2 separate regions of the Oryctolagus cuniculus genome follow, and region 2 is linked to region 1. The links are chromatin contacts, called in public Hi-C maps. All regions are on one chromosome and are shown on one strand. Each heading gives the region's core, a stretch centred on a gene start, on an enhancer-like site or on the middle of the called end of the contact. The rest is flanking DNA. Distances are from core to core; before and after follow the strand shown.

Region 1 (5,769 bases), core at 611-3,110:
CACATTAGCAGGGAGCTGGAACAGAACAGAGTAGCTGGTATTCAAAACCAATGTCACAGGTGGTAGCTTAACCCACTGCGCCTTTAGCATCTCCTCTATTAAGGAAATATATTGTCATATTTTAATAGAGAATGTTAGTCAACATCAACAAATTGGTTATATTAATATTTTCTTTCTATAATTGGCTTACTGGGGATAAATATTTTTATTTAGTAATATTAACTTAATATTAACTTAATTATTACTATTAACTGTAATAGGAAATATAACATTTTAAAGGAAACATAATCATATTTTGCCTTAATTCTGATTTTCAGGGATTAGGTTTCTTTTCTTTTTTTAAAGATTTTTGTTTGTCTGGGAGGTAGAGCCACAGAGAAAGAGCAGACAGAGAGAAAGGTCTTCCCATCTGTTGGTTCACTTCCCAGATGGCTGCAATGACCAGAGCTGATCTAAAGCCAGGAGCCTGGAGCTTCCTCTGGGTCTCCTGTATAGGTACAGAGGCCAAGCACTTGACCTTCTTCCACTGCCTTCCCAGGCCATAGGCAGAGAGCTGGATTGGAAAAGCAGCAGCCGGGACATGAGCCAGCGCCTATATGGGATGCTGGCATTGCAGGCAGGGGCCAAGCCTACAGGGCTCAAGTTCCTAAATCCAAAGGAGAGGGGCTAACATTGTGGTGTAGCAGGTAAAGCTGCTACCTGTGATGCTGGCATCCCATATGTTCCTTGATGTTCCATTTCTGACTCAGATCCTGGATGTTCCATTTCTGATTCAGATCCATGCTAATTTGCTTGGGATGGCAGCTGAAGATGACCCAAGTACTTGGGCCTCTGCACCCATGTAGGAGACCTGGATGAAGCTTTTTAGGCCTGGCTTAGCCCTGATTGTGGCAGCCATTTTGGAGGTGACCAGCTTTTAAAAGAAGGAGCTTTCTCTTTTTTGTCTCTCCTTCACTCTATAACTCTGCCTTTCAAGTAAATAAATAAATACATAAGTAAATCTTCAAAAAAATAAATAAAAGGAATATGAGAGGTAATTAATTTGAATAAATGTTCCTGCGATATCTCTAAAAGCCATTTATTATTAATTATCAAATTAGATGTTATCATTGACTTTTTAAAAAATATTTATTTGTTTATTTGAAAGAGTTAACACAGAGGGTCAGCACTGTGGCACAGTGGGTTAACGCCCTGGCCTGAAGCTCCAGCATCCCATATGAACACCGGTTCGAGTCGAGGCTTGTTCTGCTTCCAATCAAGCTCTCTGCTATGTAACTCTGACTTTCAAATGAATAAATAAATCTTTAAAAAAAAGTTACACAGAGAGAGAAGGAGAGGGAGAGAGAGAGAGAGGTCCCCTCCATCTGCTGGTTCAATCCCCAGTTGGCTACAACGGTCTGAGCTGCACCCATCCGAAGCCAGGAGCCAGGAGCTTCTTCAGGTCTCCCACACGGGTGCAGGGGCCCAAAGACTTGGGCCATCTTCTACTGCTCTCCCAGACCATAGCAGAGAGCTGGATTGAAAGTGGAGCAAGCTGGGACTTGAACCAGTCGCCATATGGGATGCCAGCACTGCAGGCAGTGACTTTACCTGCTAAGCCACAGCACAGGCCCCTATCATTGACTTCCAATGAATTTCTCCCCATGAAACTTCCCTTTCAGGTTACATGTTCTGTCTTCTCTGCCTTCCCTCCTCCGTGTGCAGGATACCCTTAAAAAGACAGTTTCTGAAAAATTTTTCATACTTGCTGGTTTCCCTCTTTTTTTTTTTTTTTTAAGCCAATTTACTTAACTGCGCAGATGCTGGCAGCTCCCAAAGGGTCGGTGATCTAATCAGAGACGCCGGCAGTCCTCCAGTGCTGAGGCGCCAGTCAGATGCTAGAAATACACCTTTGGCTCTGTGGATGGCAATGTTTGGCATGCGCGGCACCCTGCACACAGGGCGCCCTCTAGTGGCAGTTTCCAGTGACTACGCTAGTGGTATTCTGATTTGAACTTTTCCATTCTAGTCTTGAACAACTTCGGTTAGTACTGAAAAGGACCCCAGAGATGATCTAGTTATTGCTTCCCTCTCATTTTATGAGACATCTGAGGTCCAGAAAAATGAACTGACTCATCCGAGTCATAATGGTAATTTTAAAGACAAAGCCCTGAGTTTAAAAAAAAAAATAGGACAAGTATTATCCAGATTTAACAGTCTTGTAAAGATTTATTTATTTACTTGAAATCAGAGTTACACTGTAAGGAAAAAAAATGAGAAAGAAGTCCCTACACCTTAACTGCAATGTCGTGGTTTATCAGTTATCACTGGGATAGCGACAGAAAACAGACAGGCAGTCCCCTCACATTCTAAATTAGGTGATTAAAATCTAGGGTGGGGGGCTGGTGCGGTGGCATAGCAAGTAAAGCCACCGCCTGCAGTGCCGGCATCCCATATGGCCGCTGATTCAAGTTCTGGCTGCTCCACTTATGACAGCTCTCTGCTATGGCCTGGGAAGGCAATGGAAGATGTCCCAAGTCCTTGGGCCCCTGCATCAGGGTGGGAGACCTAGAAGAAGCTTCTGGCTCCTGGCTTCGGATCGCTGCAGCTCTGGCCATTGTGGCCATCTGGGGAGTGAACCAGCAGATGGAAGACCCTTCTCTCTCCCTTTGCCTCTGTGTAACTCTGCCTTTCAATAAATAAATATTTTTTAAAAATTATTTATTTGAGTTAGGGTGGTGAATAGAAGTACATAGAATGATCTCTATTCTCTCGTTCACTTCCCAAATTCCTGTGATGACTGAGCCTTTGCCAGTCCAAAGCTCGGAGAATTGCAAGCTGAATCCTCGTCTTCCATGTTGATACCAGGGATCCAATTATATGAACCGTGACTGTTGTCTCTTTATTTATTTGGAAAGCAGAGTTAGAAAGAGAGGGAGAGATATAGGGAGAGAGATCTTCCATCTGCTGGTTCACTTAGCAAATGGCTGCAATGGCCAGGGCTGGGCTAGTCAGAAACCAAGAGCTAGGAGCTTCTTTTGGGTTCCCCATGTGGGTGCAGGTGCCCAAATTCTTGGGCCATCTTCTGCTGCTTTCCCAGGCGCATTAGTAGAGAGCTGTGATGTAAGTGAAACAGCTGGTCTTGAACTGGTGCCCATATGGGATGCTGGTATTGCAGGAATCGGCTTCATCTGCTACTCCACAATGGTGGCCCCTGTCAATATTATTTATAAAGAAGAGAAAATCATCCAGTTTGGAAAATTCAATTCAACATGAACAAACAATTCTGTCATTTGTTCCTGTTGTAATAGCTTGAAAATGATTTAAATCTAAAATTAACAGAACCAAAAGGAAAAATAGATTGTCACAATCAGAGATTTTAGCATTATTTCTCTTCATAATCAATAGAATAGAAAAAAAAAGTCATTAGGACTATAGATTTGAATACATGATTGATTAAGTTGACCTAATGACATAGTCATAGCACATTACACCCCAAACTGCAGAATATGTGCATTTCATATTCACATGAAGCATTACTAAAATAAAGGCTTCTGAAATATATTGTAGCTTTATTTTTGTTGATGTCAAATCTGTATTTGATCTTCTAGTACAACATTTGTTTTTCTGCTTACAAAAGAGTTGAAAAAGAGTTCTTAATTATAGCACTATAAGTATTATACACTTAAAAGACAGATTTGAGGACCCAGGAAATATGTTCAGTTTATCAGTTTATTGGGTTACTATTCTAGCCCTTTAATTACTTTTATCATTTCTTAACTCTTTTCCAAGGCAATTTCTTTTTGAATTTTAGTTTCTACAACTAGACACAATGTTGAAAATTATCATTTCATGTTTTTTGTTTATTTGAAAAGTGAAGTTAGAGAGAGGGAGAAGGAGAGACAGAGGTCTTCCATCTGCTGGTTCATTCCCTAAGTGGCTCGAGTGGCCGGGCTGGGTCAGGCCCAAGTCAGGAGCCTGGAGCTTTTTCTGAGTCTCACACGTGGGTGCAGGGGCCCAAGGATTTGAGCTGTCTTCCGCCACTTTCCCAGGTGTATCAGCAGGGAGCCGGATTGGAAGAGGAGCAGCCGGTACTCTAATGGGTGCCCAGAAGGGATGCTGGTGTAACAGGTGGAGGCTTAATCTTTTATCCCACAATGCTAGCCCCCAAACTTCTAAACTTATATTTCGAGCCTTATATTATGTAAGAAAAATGAAGGGCACCATTTCAGCTCTGTTGCCAGGACCATCTTTCAAGATTTCTACCTTTTTTAGGGTATTTGGATTGCAAAAAAGCCTACTCAGGCTGGCTCAGAATTGAAGGCCTGAAGTAGGAATGGAGAAGGTAGGGGAGGTGGTTATGAAAGATGCCAGTGAGGTAAAATTGTTGGGATTTTCGATTTGGGGAGAGATGAAGGAGAGGTACTTGTCTGACAAACGTATTATTTGTACATGTGGATTATCACAGACACCCAAGAATGGAGCTATAACACAACTGGGTTTTGCGAAGCTGAAAATTGCTTTTAGAATCAGGCAGCACAAGAGGAACTGATAGGTATTATTTGAACTTGGTGGTTGGTGCTTGACCATTGCTGTGCCTCAGTTGTGTGACAAATGCTATTATCTCTTTTGATGTTGATTTCCTACCCAGAGTTTCTGCCTACTTATATCCTTGGTTAGGTTCCATGGCCTTCAAAATCCAGCTCTATCTATTAACCTTTCTGCTCATCCCCCAACAGTAATTGGTATTTGTTCATTCACATTTCTAAATGGTAAATCTGATTTGCTTAGCTTCTTTCTAGTTGTATTCACAAGCCCATGAATAAGTAGCTTAAGAATTAGGTTCCTGCTCTTCATTCACTGGAGACAAGGAGGCAGTCAATTCATGAATTGGGAGCTATAGATGGAGCATCTTCAAAAGACTGGGCAGGCATTATGACCAGTAATAAGCTCAAGGCCAAAATCAACTTAGAGCTTTCCTTGCCACTTTTTTTTTTTTTTTTTTTGGCTGTGTTGTGTTTTGTTTTCGCAGTGCCATTAGAATACCTCAGGCATATCAATTGCTCTATTCTTTGTGCTCTTCCAGCAGGTTGTTTTCTTTATGACAGTGGCACTTTTAGCTTAATCAGAAATTATATGCTTAAATATTTATCTGTTATAGTGAGTTATGTGCTTTTCAAGATGGGTAAAATGTTTTATTCATCTGCATGTGTTCAGCATCTGACACATAATAGATGCTCTGTATATGTTTTTGTTGAAATCGAACTATTGATGGCTTTCATATCTGATATCTTGGTACCAAACTCTGAGAACCTTTTCCTTTCATTTTCTGCTTCTTCCAGATAAGGTGTTTAGGTACTTGAGAGGTGGCAGGTGAGGGAAGGGACAATGATGAAATGAGACTAGTTAGTAATGTGGAGATTCTAGTTGTCATCTTTTTGAAGTTGGGGCACAAACACAGATAAAACATAGGCTCTGTTGTCAGGGGACACACCGTATGGGAAGGAATATACAGTGCTTTTATAAATACATTAGAATTGTTATGGTCCAGGTGTGATGGTAGCACCAAGGACAGTGCTCTCCTTTGCTTAGGGTGGTCAGGAATGGCTTTATAGAAGATCTGGAAGAAGGAATAAAGTTTTAAATATGGATTTAGTGAAGGAGAAAATAGATTTGTTAGTAAGTAGGAATTAGAGGAGCAGTCCAGGGAAGAGAAACTGGCCAGGCAGAGCTGAGCACAGTGCGAGATCAGGCTGGAGCATAGGAGACCGTGAATGGACAGGGAAGGTG
Region 2 (5,561 bases), core at 1,495-3,994, 140 kb before region 1:
AAAAAGAGAGGGAAGAGGAGATCTTAAGAGTCAACAACATGGGGCCAGTACTGTGTTGTAGCAGGTAAAGGCACTGCCTGCAGTGCCGGCATCCCATATGGGTGCTGTTTCAAGTCCTGGCTGCTCCACTTCCAATCCAGCTCTCTGCTATGGCCTGGGAAAGCAGTACAAGATGGCTCAAGTCCTTGGGCCCCTGTACCCTTGTAGGAGACATGGAAGAAGCTCCTGGCTTCAGATTGGCCCAGCTATCGCCGTTGGGGCCATCTAGGGAATGAACTAGCAGATGAAAGATCTCTCTCTCTCTTCTCCTATTCTGCCTCATCTCTGTTAACCTCTCTCTGTAGCTCTGCCTTCAAATAAATCTTAAAAGAAGTCACAACAAAATGATTCAATATGTGAACCTAGATTTTATTTTGATTACAGAAAGGGGCGGGCAGTGCTGTGGCAAACAAAGCAGGTTAAACTTCCACCTGCAACACTGGAATCCCATATGGATGCCAGTTCATGTCCCTACCGCTTTACTTCTCATCCAACTCCCTGCTAATGCACCTGGGAAAGTAATGAAAGATGGCACAAGTCCTTGGGCCCCTGCACCCATGTGAGAGACCTAGAAGAAACTTCTAGCTCCTGGTTTCAGCCTGGCCCAGCCCTGGCCATTGTGGTCATTTAGGGAGTGAACCAGCAGATGGAAGACCTCTCTCTGTCTCTCCCTCTCTGTCACTCTGCCTTTTAAATAAATACGTCTTTAGGGAAAAAAAAAAAAAAACCTCTATAATCACATTCTGGGACAACTGGAGAAATTTGAATATGGACTACATTTAGGAATACTTGTGACTGAAATATGATCTATCAACTTATTTTGAATAAATCTGAATAGAGAGAAAATTAACGCAGGGCCAACACTATGGTGTAGTGGATAAAACCACAGCCTGCTATGTTGGCATCCCATATAGGTCCCAGTCCAAGTCCAGGTTGCTCCATTCTGATCCAGCTCCCTGCTAATGGCCTGGGAAAGCACTGGATGATGGCCCAAGTGTTTGGGCCCCTGCCACCCATGTAGGAGACTTGGTTGATGCTCCTGGCTTCTACCTGACCTGGCCCTGGTTTTGTGGCCATCTGGGGAATGAACCATCGGATGGATGAAGACCTCTCTCTCTCTCTCTCTGCGTCACTCTTTCAAATAAATAAATAAACCTTTAAAAAATAATAAAACACTACAGTTCTAAAATGTTCAAGATCATGGCAACACCTCTAGCTTTACAATTTTAGATAAATTTAAAAATTAATGAATTTATACACTTTCAATGAACCCAAGGATACTATTGCTCCTTCACTTTGAGATGACAAAATCTAGTCCAAAAAAAGGTTGAGTACAAAAACAGTTTTGATATAAGTCTTTGCATTCTTGTAAAATGCAAACAGTATGAGATTTCATAACTGAGATCAGTCCTCAAGCTAACACAAAACTAAGCCAAATTTTGCTACATAATGAAACTTACAGTCACACACAAATTATTTGCTAGGAATGCTCCTATTCTGCCTCATCTCTGTTAACCTCTAGTAACAGCCTCCACGTTATGACTTGAAAAACAAAAATCTAAGTGTATTGTTGCTATGGCAATAGGAAATTTCAGGAAATCGAGACTGCAGGCGAGCTAGCCTCCATTTTTTAAAGTGTATTTATCTAAACATACGAGGACTTACATCGAAAATCAAATTTAATGACTTCTTCCATAAAATGTTTTTCGCACCAAAAAGGTATATACTATCCTACAAAATTCAGAATAGTAGGAGCAAAAGAAACATCGCTTCGTCTAAAAGCCTGAATTGTAACATTTAAATGCCACTCATATGTACTATTAAAACAGACACTTTCGTTAACCCTAACAAAAACAGACGTCTTATTTTCCACTTATTCTGCAATCTACGTGTATACGGAAAAACGAAAATGAAATGTGGTTAGAAGGGAGACAAGGAATGAAGCGAAAGCCACAAAATTCCCCAAACCTCAGCATAACCATGCTGTATTTCTAAGCTTCTTCATTCGCTCTCGAAAGAGTCTATTTCTCCAGATTAATTTCATCTCAAATTACTTCTCAAACTAGTAACCTCCCTATCTGGATACAGTGTGGGGGTGGGGCGGAAGGAACGCCAAGTTTTTCGAAAACGACGACAAGAACACGTTAGAATAATCAGTTCCTAACCAACCGAGTAAAGAATGCTATCAAAGGAAGGCACCCCAGCTGGAGTGTCCCCATAAATCTAAGTAGGACGAAGCACTGTCACGGCTATTGTCTAAATTAAATGTTCGTATTGAACGCTTTAAGACAGAATCAAAAATATTTTAAATCTCAGATCTTGCTCCCCATTCCCACTTTTCTCCAGTACCCCGTACCCCGGGTCACGAGACCCCCCACCCCGCTTTCCTCCCTCAGGCGAGCAGAGCTGGAGTACTCGGAAGAACAGAGACGTGGAGAGAAGAGGTCGCCACGAGGCCCCACCACTCTCCTTCCTCACCTGCTCCGTGGCTGCGTCTCCAGACATGGCCTCAGCTGATTAGAACGTGAGAACCGGCCGGCGACTGGAAGCTACAAAGAAAAAATTAAACTAAAAACCACCCCCAAACCAGTAAAGTTACCCCCTGCCCCGAAGAGCCAGACCGCCAACAGGAATCGCCACCGCCCACTCAGATATGAATTAAAATGGCTGCACCCCAGCCGGCCGAGGAGGGGGTGTGGCTTCCGCATTAACTTCCGGGGCAGAGGGTGGGGCTAACATGGCAACGCGCCGGTTATTCTGGGCGCGCAGGGGCAGAGAGATCCCAGGGGCGGGCCCACTGCCTGCGCTGACGTCAGGGCGGTGGGGTGGGAAAAACTGTTGCTGAACTGGTTGAAACCGGCTGGGAGGCGGGAAACTCTTGGAAGCTGGAGCGGTTGTTGGAATTTAATAGCCAAGCTCGCTTCCTCCATTGAACTCTGCCAGTCACTCAGTTCCGGAAAACCAAGCATCTTAGGGAACAACGCCAAGTGATAAATGCCCCCCATGTTTCGAGGATAAAGACTCCGCCGACGTCTTTTTCGGGTCTCACCTCCTGCGCTGGGAGGAACGGACCAAGCCAGTAATGATTTTCGCTATTTACTATTGTATAGAAAGCTTTCTGTTTCTGAGGCCGGAGTTTCTCTCTCACCGTCTCACCGTGGGCCGTTGTCTGCATAGTGAGGCTACAGGCTGGATCCTGATTGCGTGGGTACATTTCCATGAGAGGAATTTGGGCAATTTAATTTCTCAGTGCCTGTTTCCTTGCCTAAAGATGGAACTAACAATAGCACCTGCAATTAAAATAAATTGATACAATTAAAAAAAAGTTTGAAACAGTACTTGGCATAGTTCACGATCAAATGAAATCTAGGTTCTCTTAAACTCCTCCTTTTCCATTAAGGATCATCGTGTTTTTCTACCCTTGGCTGCCTATTGTGTTCTATACCCCAGACTGCTGCAGAGACAGGGAGAAGAAGCAGTTGAACCATCTACCTACAGGATTTGAACCAGGCTCATACCAGTTTAGGGAGCCAAAGCTAACCTAGACTGATCTACAACTCCTTATGTGCATATAATACACTGGCATGCTAAATGACACACCTACCAGCTGCCTTGGGGGGAAACATCAGACCATATAAGCAGCAAAAAGGAACGGTAGCTAGAGTCCCAGAAATCTCCACCTTCCCAGAAAAACCTTGAGTATTCTTCTGCCTTTAAATATAATTCGGGGCCAGGGCTGAGGCTCAGCAGGTAAGCTGTTCCCTGTGAAGTTGGCATCACATAGGAGTGCCTGTTCCTGTCCCGGCTACTCCACTAACAATCCAGCTCCTTGCTAATGAAGCAGGTCCCCACCCATGTGGGACATCTGCTCACTATTTGCTATTCTTTAAGAAGACAACCTCTTTGCTATTCTGGCAACCTCTCTGCTGAAAGGCAGAGTGACAGAAAGAGATCATTCATCCAAATGGTTATGACAGTTGGGACGGGGCCAGGCTGAAGCCAGGAGCCAAGAACTCCACTTGGGTCTCCCACGTGGGTGCAGGAACCTGAACACTTGGGTCACCTGCTGCTGCTTTCCCAAGAGCATTAGCAGGGAGCTGGGTCAGAAGTGGACCAGCCAGGATTTGAACCAGTGCCCTGATATGAGATGCTGGCATTGCAGGCAGCCGCTTAACCTGCCGTACCACAGCCTGGCCCCTCTGGTAATATGTGCTTGTTTTAGATGTAATTTTATGTTTAAATGTGAGGGTGTGAGGAATTAGATGGGCTAGTAGGCAGACTGGGGCCTGTGCTGTGGGATAGCTGGTGAAGCTACCACATGTGGTGCCAGCATCCCACATGGACACCAGTTCGAGTTCTGGCCTGCTAATGTGCCTGGGAAAGCAGCAGAGGATGACCCAAGAGCTTGGGCCTCTGCCCCTATGTGGAACACCTGGAAACTCCTTGCTCTTAGCTTTGGACTGGCCCAGCTCCTGCTGTTGCAGCCATGTGGAGAGTGAACCAGAGAATAGAAGATCTCCCTCTGTGTCTTTCCCTCTCTAACTCTGCCTTAAAAGGTGGGGGGGAGTTGGAGGTGAGGGTGGGGCTTAGTGTCTCTAGAGGTGACAAAATGCTTACTTCTCTTGCCTTTGGCAAGACAAAAGTACTGATCCCACCCATCTGATGAGTTTCTAGTTTTATCATGAGAATAGTAAAACAAAATTGCCAATCCCACCCTTCTGATAGGTTTTCTGTTTTCTAAGGAGCAGTCTAGACAGGATTGTAGTGCCAACCCACTGAAGGGTTTTGTCTGTTTCAATAAATCTTGCTTTGCTCACTGTCCCTGTCTGCATGGATATTCTCTGTGAGACAAGAATTGTGATGGCCTTCATCATCCCTGTAACAAGGGAACTTCAAGGAGTCCATGGAAAATGGAATTAAAGGAAAAACTTATTTTGGTGAAAAATTTTTAAAATTTTGCTTTGTTAATTTGAGAGAGAGAAATAAAAAGAGGATCCCATCTGTTGGTCCACTCCCCATATCCCTATAACACCTTGAGCTGGACTGGGCTAGAGCAAAGCTGGGAGCCAGTGTCAAAGTTTTTCATGAGCTGTCCTTGACCCTACTTTTTAAAAATATGTCCTTGTATTTTCTTTCTTTTTTTTTTTTAAGACATATTTATTTATTTGAAAGAGTTACACAGAGAGAGGAGAGGCAGAGAGAGAGAGAAGACTTCCATCAGCTGATTCACTCCCCAGTTGGCTGCAATGGCTGGAGCTATGCTGATCCAAAAGTAGGAACCAGGAGCTTCTTCTGGGTCTCCCATGTGAGTACAGGGGCCCAAGCACTTGGGCCATCTTCCACTGCTTTCCCAGGCCATTAGTAGGGAGCTGTATTGGAAATGGAGCACCCGGGATTCGAACCGGCGCCTATATGGGATGCCGGCACTGCAGGTGGTGGCTTTACCCACTATGCCACAGCGCCAGCCCCAGTGACCTTGTATTTTCAAGCAAGCAGTTTTGCACAAGGTAATGTTATTTTAG

The links. A called contact is a pair of places that touch in the nucleus more often than the background predicts.
Region 2: a contact with region 1 is called in a Hi-C map of psoas muscle, with 4 times the contacts expected there. The contact joins the promoter of CSTF3 here to the enhancer-like site in region 1. A contact is called at or near these places in 5 of 6 Hi-C or Micro-C datasets (ear pinna, embryonic fibroblasts, psoas muscle and 2 more).

The regions. Positions count from the first base shown.
Region 1 is chr1:32,642,837-32,648,605 of mOryCun1.1, reverse strand. All of the region lies in intron 3 of HIPK3 (homeodomain interacting protein kinase 3), which reads left to right. It also overlaps a transcript of CD59 not described here. Among named protein-coding and RNA genes, the nearest start is that of KIAA1549L, 45 kb to the right of the region's middle. Within about 2 kb of position 1,860, at least 1 of the 8 cell types and tissues checked has an H3K27ac peak or open chromatin away from gene starts, as enhancers often do.
Region 2 is chr1:32,780,097-32,785,657 of mOryCun1.1, reverse strand. It overlaps CSTF3 (cleavage stimulation factor subunit 3), which reads right to left and starts at 2,744. Exons shown (of 19, transcript XM_070071771.1): 1 at 2,518-2,744. The coding sequence starts at 2,544. It also overlaps a transcript of CD59 not described here.